2 separate regions of the Mus musculus genome follow, and region 1 is linked to region 2. The links are chromatin contacts, called in public promoter capture Hi-C maps. All regions are on one chromosome and are shown on one strand. Each heading gives the region's core, a stretch centred on a gene start, on an enhancer-like site or on the middle of the called end of the contact. The rest is flanking DNA. Distances are from core to core; before and after follow the strand shown. Region 1 holds the start of Fam3b (family with sequence similarity 3, member B). Region 2 has its middle 47 kb from the start of Bace2.

What was found. Promoter capture Hi-C pulls out the DNA fragments that hold promoters and counts their contacts.
Region 1: a contact with region 2 is called in a promoter capture Hi-C map of trophoblast stem cells, with 6 times the contacts expected there. The contact joins the promoter of Fam3b here to the enhancer-like site in region 2. A contact is called at or near these places in 10 of 39 promoter capture datasets (the C10 cell line, HPC-7-derived erythroid cells, embryonic stem cells and 3 more), 2 of 15 datasets of contacts at CTCF or cohesin (embryonic stem cells and stem cell-derived epiblast-like cells), 63 of 484 Hi-C or Micro-C datasets (the Ba/F3 cell line, the C2C12 cell line, CD8 T cells and 22 more), 8 of 115 datasets of contacts at active chromatin or transcription factors (the HPC-7 cell line, bone marrow-derived dendritic cells, embryonic stem cells and 1 more) and 4 of 9 other capture datasets (adipose tissue, embryonic stem cells, liver and 1 more).

The regions. Positions count from the first base shown.
Region 1 is chr16:97,502,609-97,506,892 of GRCm38.p6, forward strand. It overlaps Fam3b (family with sequence similarity 3, member B), which reads right to left and starts at 2,328. Exons shown (of 8, transcript NM_020622.3): 1 at 2,215-2,328. The coding sequence starts at 2,233.
Region 2 is chr16:97,307,750-97,311,893 of GRCm38.p6, forward strand. No RefSeq gene overlaps it. Among named protein-coding and RNA genes, the nearest start is that of Bace2, 47 kb to the right of the region's middle. Within about 2 kb of position 2,347, at least 59 of the 459 cell types and tissues checked have an H3K27ac peak or open chromatin away from gene starts, as enhancers often do. A contact at or near this core is called in the C2C12 cell line, CD8 T cells, the G1E-ER4 cell line and 7 more, where this site is marked.

The sequences.
Region 1 (4,284 bases), core at 1,078-3,577, 190 kb after region 2:
GCGCTCTGGCGCTCTGACGCTCTGGCGCTCTGGCTCCTAAAGATGTAAGCAGGGGGCTTTTCGTTTTTGGGGCTGGGGGCTTGCGCTCCTGCTCCTGAAGATGTAAGCAATAAAGTTTTGCCGCAGAAGATTCTGGTTTGTTGTGTTCTTCCTGGCCGGTCGTGAGAACGCGTTTAAGACTTAGGTAAGCACCTTTGATCCATTTATGACATAAAACCAGCACTTGGCATAGGAGGCTACTAGTTGATATCAAAGTACTTGGTCCTTAGATTTATGTATTCTGTGAAAGTACATGCACCTGCATGTATGTCCATATGTGTGTGTATATGTGTTCTAGACTTTTCCTCACTGTCAAATGCCTAGGGCCTCTGAAGCCTGGCCATATAACTAAAGAGTCAACAAGAAATCAACCTTAAGACTATATGACGCTATGCAAAGAATTTTATGACTCAAAGAATCTTTAAAGGGGAAGATAAGTTAAAATGAGGTAACTAGAAGGACCCTGATCCAATTGATTGTGTCTTTTTAGGAAGAGGTGATATGACACAGACACACTTGGAAGAAGACGATTTGTCTTGGTAATAGGTTTCTTCCGATCTGAGAGAGGACAATGAAGCTGTCCCTAATGCTTGCCAACATTCATCCAAGTTGCTGGTGACATCTACGCCTTTTAGACCTGGAAAGCCAGGAAGTCTGAGGCTAAAGAGCCATCTCTCAGGGCTTAGCTGACTTTGGTGTCCACTGCCTCCTTGCCCTGTCCATTGAGGATTTTGGGGAAGGAAGTGCCACCATTAACCACCTTGTCAACACCCCAGCTGATGGAGAAGATATCTATGGGGATGGTATTGTGGCAGCTTCCTAGGCCCGGTGAGAACAAATCTAAAGCTAGACAGCTGAGTCAATGAAAAAGTCTACTCCAAGAGCACAGCCAAACCCTTAGCTCACCAAGGTAACACAGCCCCTACTCTTACAACCACACCTGATGAAGAAGTACAACTATGAAATTACCTGAAATCTTTGCACAAATGAGCCACACAGCTCTTGTGTATGTCACAAGGGCTGGGTAGAAAATAGCTGTCTGTGAGAGAACACAACTAGTAACTTCAGCTCTTTCTATATGTAGTCAGGAAAATGATTTTCTAACTGTACTATATGGAAATAATGAAACCATTCTTCCAAAAGCACAGGAATGAAAGCCAGTGTCCCATATGAGGGACATGCTTCATTTATGTTCATTTGTCAGGGCCAGGGATGTGCCCTAAGAAATGTCACTATGCAAAAACCACAGAGCTCAGTCACACAAAGAGGACTGTTCTGCAACAGTACATCATGCATGCTGCCCTTGTTCATACAGATGCACATGTACACACACACCTCCATCCACCTACCCTACAGGACACCCAAATCAGTGCAGAAGCAGGAAAGAGGCCTGAGAGGGAAGTCAAGGACACTTCCCCTTTCTAGGTCTGCCATGTTTGCACAGCGCCTGCTGTGTTTGCCACGCTGCTGCCACTGCCATGGTGCTTGCCCTCAGAGAAGTTGGCTTCTTCACGGTGTAAATGAGACAAGGAATGACAGAACTCTATCCACAGAAGGCAGGCTCTGGGAGACTCAAGAGCTGAGGGAAACAGTGAGCTTTCTCCCCCTTTACTGTCTTCCCAAGTCTCATGCCAATGTCAAGGACCCTGAGAAAAATAAAAACCCAAGAAAGGGTGCTTGTGTGTTGTCAAGACCACCAGTAATCGGGGTTCCCACTTCTCACTTCCCCAAGTAAACCCCAAATGGGGCTGTCTTGCTGTCCTTTCCACTTTTCATAAATTCCTAAGCTGGTCAGCTAACCCCAGCTAGCAGCCAACCCCTACCCAGCTGTCCTTGTTCTAGGGCCTCTCACTCTGATAGGATGGTCCCCAGGACTAAGCCATCTTGGTCACCCCTGCCCACCCTCACCTGATGTCTACTGTGTAGGTAGGAGAGTAAATATAACCCCACCCCCATTGAGTAATAAGAAGAGATGGAGAGAGGGGTAGCCCTCTCAGAAATCTCAGCTCTCACCCCTTAACCTCCCAGATTTTGGTTCCCACAAGGATCCTAGGTCTCACAAGAGGTGGCTTGTCCAGAGCCTTCACCTTCTGTTTCAGCTTGGCAGTTAAGGAGGCAGAGGGATGCTGCCACCTCCACCCACACAGAAGCAAGTCTAGCTGTACTGGTACTCACCTGTAGCAACTGGACGCATCTTCCAGAAACTGCTCTCTTTCTACTCAGCTCTTGGCTGCAATCCCCAGGGACCTATGAAAGCTGGCCTACCTGCTTGAGCTGCACATAGATTATGACCGCCCTTGGGGCAGGCAGAAAAGGGTGGACCAATTCCCAGCAAATGGGAGGATCCATAAAGCAGGAAGGTTCAGAGTAGCTGGCAGACTGGCAGGCTAACAGGTATGGGTGGGGCTGCACAGCTGGTAGCACCCTGGAGCTCCAGGGTCACCTAAGAAGCAGGAGGCACTTTCTGTCCTGTTCACCTGGGGCTACAGACGGCCAAAGGCTAGAGCTAATGTAATCAGAGAAAGAACACCAAGAGTTTACTTTAAGGCGCCCCTAACAATAGTATTCCCGACCTTAGTTTCACAAGAAATGGCAGTAAAGTATAGACTGGCTCAAGCCTCATGAACACAGAATCCTAGAGCAAAGCTCCTGCTCCAAATGCCAAGGCTCTACATTGTGTCCAAAGTCGTCACACTGCCCCCTTGCTGACATGTGACCCAGTGTGGTGCCAACCCCTTCCTTCTTTACTGATGGGATGATTATTTTAGGGAAATGAGGTGAGAAAGAGCTCCAGGTCCCTTGGGATATGTATATACAAGGACATGGGACTCAGAAATGGTGTCAAGTGAATGGGTGAAGGCTTCCTAGGTTTACCCACCCTTCCACCTGAGTAGGCACAGTACCCTCTCAATCTCCAGGGTTCAGGTTTTCACAGAACTTTTTAGCTCATTAGAGTCACAGTGGTCTTAAGTAACTAAGGCAAGCTGAGACTCCAGTCCAGCTGTAGGAATTCTATTCCATCCTTGTTCCTCCTCTTCCAAGGAGCCCAAAGAGTTGAGTCATACAACACAAGGTACTCTAGCATATGAGAACATGTCTCTACAATGTTCTGGAAAAGGAAGAAGTATTGGCTATGACATGACAGTTAGTATTGAACGTCAGCTTGACAAGATCTAGATTCACCTAGGAGACAAATCTCTGGGCATGTGTTTGAGGGGTTTTCTAGATCAGTTAATCAAAATAGGAGGGACCACCCTGGATATGGGTGGCATCATTCCATGATCTAGGGTCCTGAACTGAATGAAACAGAGAAAATGTACTAAGCAACAGCATCCATCTCTTGCTGATTCCTGACTGAAAACACAACTGACCTCATTTTTCTGCTGCTAGGATTGACTAGGTACTCTAGCATATGAGAACACTACGAAGCCAATACTTCTACTTCCTTTTCCAGAACATTGTAGAGGCATGTTCTCATATGCTAACATACCTAGTAAATCCTGGCAGCACCACAATGGGCTATGAGCTAGAATAAACCCTTCCCTAACCTGCTCTCGTACAGTGGCGTTTATGAGACTTTCTGTGTTGTTTCATCCAAGGAGACAAAGAAAGCACACTGTTCTCACCTGCTCCAGTCCTCCCAAATTAGAGGGACCAGATGACAAAGACATTTAGTCAGGCTTCTTCCTGAGGACTTAAGTATTGTCCCAATGCTGAGAACACCACATATACACTACAGAACACACACTCATTGCTCTGGCGCACCAAAGTCAGCCTCCACCTCAATTCAACAATGGCTTGAAATGACAAATGTACAACTCTATCATTACCTCTATTTCATCTTCCAAGAGTCTTACCTTCATCCTCCTCTCATTTGAATTCAGAGGTGGAGCTTTTATCTATGGGTTTGTTTTTATGTATTATAATTATGATTTAAATATATAAGATTTATATGTGATTTTGGATACCTGCTTAGCCTTTTATTATTATGTGTATATGTGTGTGCCTGTATGAGTTTACGTGTACCATATGTGTGTGGGAGCCCTCAGAGATCAAAAAAGAGCAATATAATCTCTGTAACTGATGGATGTGGGTGCCAGGAATTGAACCAAGTCATCTGTGGGAGCAACCAGTGTCCTTATCCACTGAGCTGTCTCTCCAGCACCATCCTTTACAACAGCTAAGTTTGTATTACAGATCTCCAGAAATTGTCATTGTTCAGAGTTAAAACTATGCCTATGAAAA
Region 2 (4,144 bases), core at 1,097-3,596:
TAGCCTTTCGGCCTGTTAGGGAACAAAGGATGACGTGTTTTCTTCTGTAACTGCTTCCAGATGGAACTAAGATACTCTTGTCGGAGCCCAGGAAGGCTGAAAGGCTGGTCAAAGTCTGAGCAATGGGGAACTCATCAGCAGCATCCAGTTAGCTGGCCCAGCTGGAGAGATAGGAAGCATTGGCCAGACTGGTTCGCATCAGCTTTCAGCAAAGTCCAGAGCTCTGTAGTTTGCAGTCCATAGGTGATCACCTGGGTGGAGTCTGTCAGCCACATGGAAATCTGCTGGGACAAATATAGAGTAGGTAAAGACGTTAAAATTTAGGGATTTACATTTGGAACTTCCAAGTCCATGGTCCTAGTAATTGGGGAAGGAGAAGAATCTAAGACCGGAGCAGAGATCCCACTTTCAGAAATAGACAGGAATGAAACAGAAACATAGGCTGCTTCTGGAGTCATTTGATCTGTGACAGGCAGATCCAAGTCATATGACTTCTTTGATTCCTGAAGCTTACATGAATTTATAGTTTACGAAAAGAAATAAAACTTCTAAATATATTAGCATTAATCTGTATTGAAATCCACATTATAAAATAGCTAGAATAGACTTATGCCTTTGAGTCCTAGCAAAAACTGTAGCTTTAAGTTAAAATGCATGAACATTTTTTTCTTCTGTTCAGAGAGCCAGATATATAGATTGGGCAGAGATGTTTTAGCCCAGTGAAAAGTACCTTTAAGTCAATACTTAGAAGACAACCAAAGGAAATTTAAAATCTTGAGCTTGTGACTGAATAGGAAGTAGTCAGTGTTCTACCAGTTTATCAGAACTCTATTGGTCAATGTTAAAACTCTGAATTTTTGAAATCTTAGTGTAACAATAGCATAGAAGGGTAAAAGAAATCTGAAACATTTTCCATTTTCACATGCCTTGAACCATGTTTTATGCCTTTTAGAATTTGTATCTATACATCTTAAATCATTTTCTGAGACCCTCAGAACTTTTTTAAGCTTTTACATCTGCAGACCCTCTATACCTTAGAACATCTTTTTAGACACTCAGAACTTGCATGGATTTTAAACCTTATTTTTTTTTAAATCTAACCATTTTTCAGAGTCACAAGTAGTTATTACTGAGAACAATTATTGCAAAGCATGTTCCCTTCGTGCAAAGTTACACCTGAAACCTTGCCTTATCTTGTTAGCAACGCAAGCCTGCCTGCCTTTTCTTGACAAGAGACCTAGTAGCTTTAGACAACTAACAAGGTGGTTGCAGCCTTGAGGGAAGGAATTGGTTGCCTGCTGCTGCCAAGCTGACAGGGCTACAGTTAGCCTAGTCATCAATGCCATCAGAGATCTGAGAAAGGTAAATTAGCAGGAAGTACAGTTCAAATGACGACTGTGATGGTTTGCATATGCTTGGCCCAGGGAGTGGTACTATTAGAAGGTGTGACCCTGTTGGAGTAGGTATGGTCTTTTTGGAGGAAGTGTGTCACTGTGAGTATGGGCTTTAAGACCTTCATCCTTGCTGCCTGGAAGCCAGGATCTGCTAGCTGCCTTCAGATGAAGATGTAGAACTCTCATTTCCTCCTGCACCATGCCTGCCTAGACACTGCCCTGCTCCCACCTTGACGATAATGGACTGAACCTCTGGACCTGTAAACCAGCCTTAATTAAATTTTGTCCTCTATAAGACTTTCCTTGGTTATGGTGTCTGTTCACAGCAGTAACACCCTAACTAAATCAATGGCCACATGGGAAAACACAGTGACTGCATGGTTTTGTTTTTAAAATGCTACTACAACACATGTCTTATGGTTTCTCCCTGGGAATTCCAGAGAGTGGTCCTGACCAAAATCCATCCTGGTCAGTATTTAGTTAAAACTTGCTTCCAGTTTGGCTCAAAATTGTAGAACTGTTTTGTTTGGTTTTCTCTCTTGAGACTCCCAGGATTAACACTAGGAGCTCTGTAGGCATGACCTTACAGTGGTCCTGGAGGAGGAAGTAAACACCTACCTGAATTCATCACACACACACACACACACACACACACACACACACACACACACACCCCAAAATGGTCACAAGGCTTTTCGCTAATTAAGGCAAAGTCTAGCACAAGCTACCCTTCACCCCATTCATGCTTCCTTTTGCAGCCAAAACCACAAGCTATGATGCCCTCCATATGAAAGAGGTGACTTATTGGCCCTGTATCCCCCAGGGAAGATTTTCTAGGAGCCTGGGGCCTCCATGCAATTGCCACATTCCCACACTTGAAAGGATAGCAAAGGCAGGGAGGTAAGTTCAAGGCACTCTGGTTTACATGAACAGGAAGGATGTGGGGGAGGGGGCAGGGGGTGACCTTTCCCTCTACACTCTTTCTCTAGTCAGAGAAGCTCTGAGGTAAGTACTGAGTGCCCCCTACCACATGCACACACACTCACACATACACACAGAGAGACACATAAACACACACATATACACGTACACTTACACACACACAGATGAGGGTCCTGAGAGCGGGTCATCTAAGAAGCCTGCCTGGTCAGAGAGAATTGGGCCTAACATTCAAAAGACCCCAGCAATTGGATATCTTTAACCTTCCTTGTGAATCTATCTCAGTGGGTCTTTAAATTCTACTCTCAGCCTTACTCCCCAGAGCTGAGCTAGACATGCCATAGAGCCTGGAGTCCTTTGGGGCCAAAGTGACCTGTGAACAGGACCTGATTGTTATCCTTTTATGGCTACAACAATACAGTGATCAAAAACGACTTGGGGAAGAAAGGGTTTATTGCATCTTACAGCCTTTATTCTATCAAAGGAAGCCAGGGCAGGAAGTCAAACAGGAACCTGGAGGGAGGAGGTGAAAATGAGGTCAGGGATGAGGGGCACTTACTGGCTTGTTCTTCATGACTCACCCTCTCTGCCTGCTTTCTTATCTAGTCCAGAACCATCTGCCCAGGGTGACACTGCCCAGAGTCAGCCAGGGCCTCCCACACCAATCATTAATGGAGAATATGTCCCATACCCTTGCCTACAGACAAAACTTATGGAGGCATTTTTGAGGTTTCCCTTTCTAAATAACCGTAGTTGTTTATGTAAAATTGAAAAGAAATAAACAAAACAAGATAACAAAAAAACAAACAGCTAACCTTCAGGCTGGGAAATAAACATGTGAGATGCCCCCCTCCCCTGTTGTTCTTCTTCCTAAGGTGTTGGGAGCCACTGACCCTGTTTGAATGTTAACTGCGTTGTCAGCCATAAGTGCTTACTTATAAAGTTTTGGCCTTAGTGGAAAAGTATTAGCTTAGTTGAGATTTTTGTGGGGAAAGTTGAGGCCTCCGTGGGAAAATACTACCCTCAGTTAAGAACAAATAGCTATAGATCTTATGCACAGGTACCTAGCAACCCATTCTGTTCTGTTCCTCCTGCTGAACTTTTTACCTAGCCAATATCCTGCTTTTGGGAACAGGTGAGTTCTCCCAGAAACAAAGAGCGATTCTGCGTCATCTCCCTCCCCATACCCTGCTTCTGTGGGCATAAAACCTGCCTGGGAAAAATAAAAATTTGACAGCTTGATCAATCAGACTTGCTGTCCGTCCTTGTGTTCCTCACCCCTCATTCTCTCCGCAGGCGGTTCCTCAGACCCTGTCCAACTGTCCCGCAGGCAGAGGCACTAAGGAAGCTCACATACAAATTGTAACCTCAGCACATGACCTTCCCAGGTTGATTTTATTCCAAGAACATTAAATTATATGTCCTGACAACTTTTAGGCTGAAGTTAGTGTCACATTGACACTGTATAAACTACCTCCAGCATCCACCTTAGAATTTTCCATTTTCTCCAGCAGACACTCTGTCTCTACCAGACATTGACTGCTTGCCTCAGGGGACACCATCTTTGTGAGGTCTCAAAGAAACAGGGACAGAGGCTGAGCTGCACCTATTTAACATATCAAAGTGGAGGCTGGTGACTAGTCTCTCCTGGCACCACCAGTCCTTGTTGCAGAGTCCTGGCTCCTCTAGGCACTTCTCACCTTGCCTTGAGCCTGTCTCCTCCAGCTCCTGAGCTTCATTCCTCCCTGCAGTGTCTCTGATTCCTATACAACTTCAGCCATTTTGGCTATGCAGCCTTTTGGTCTCTCTCA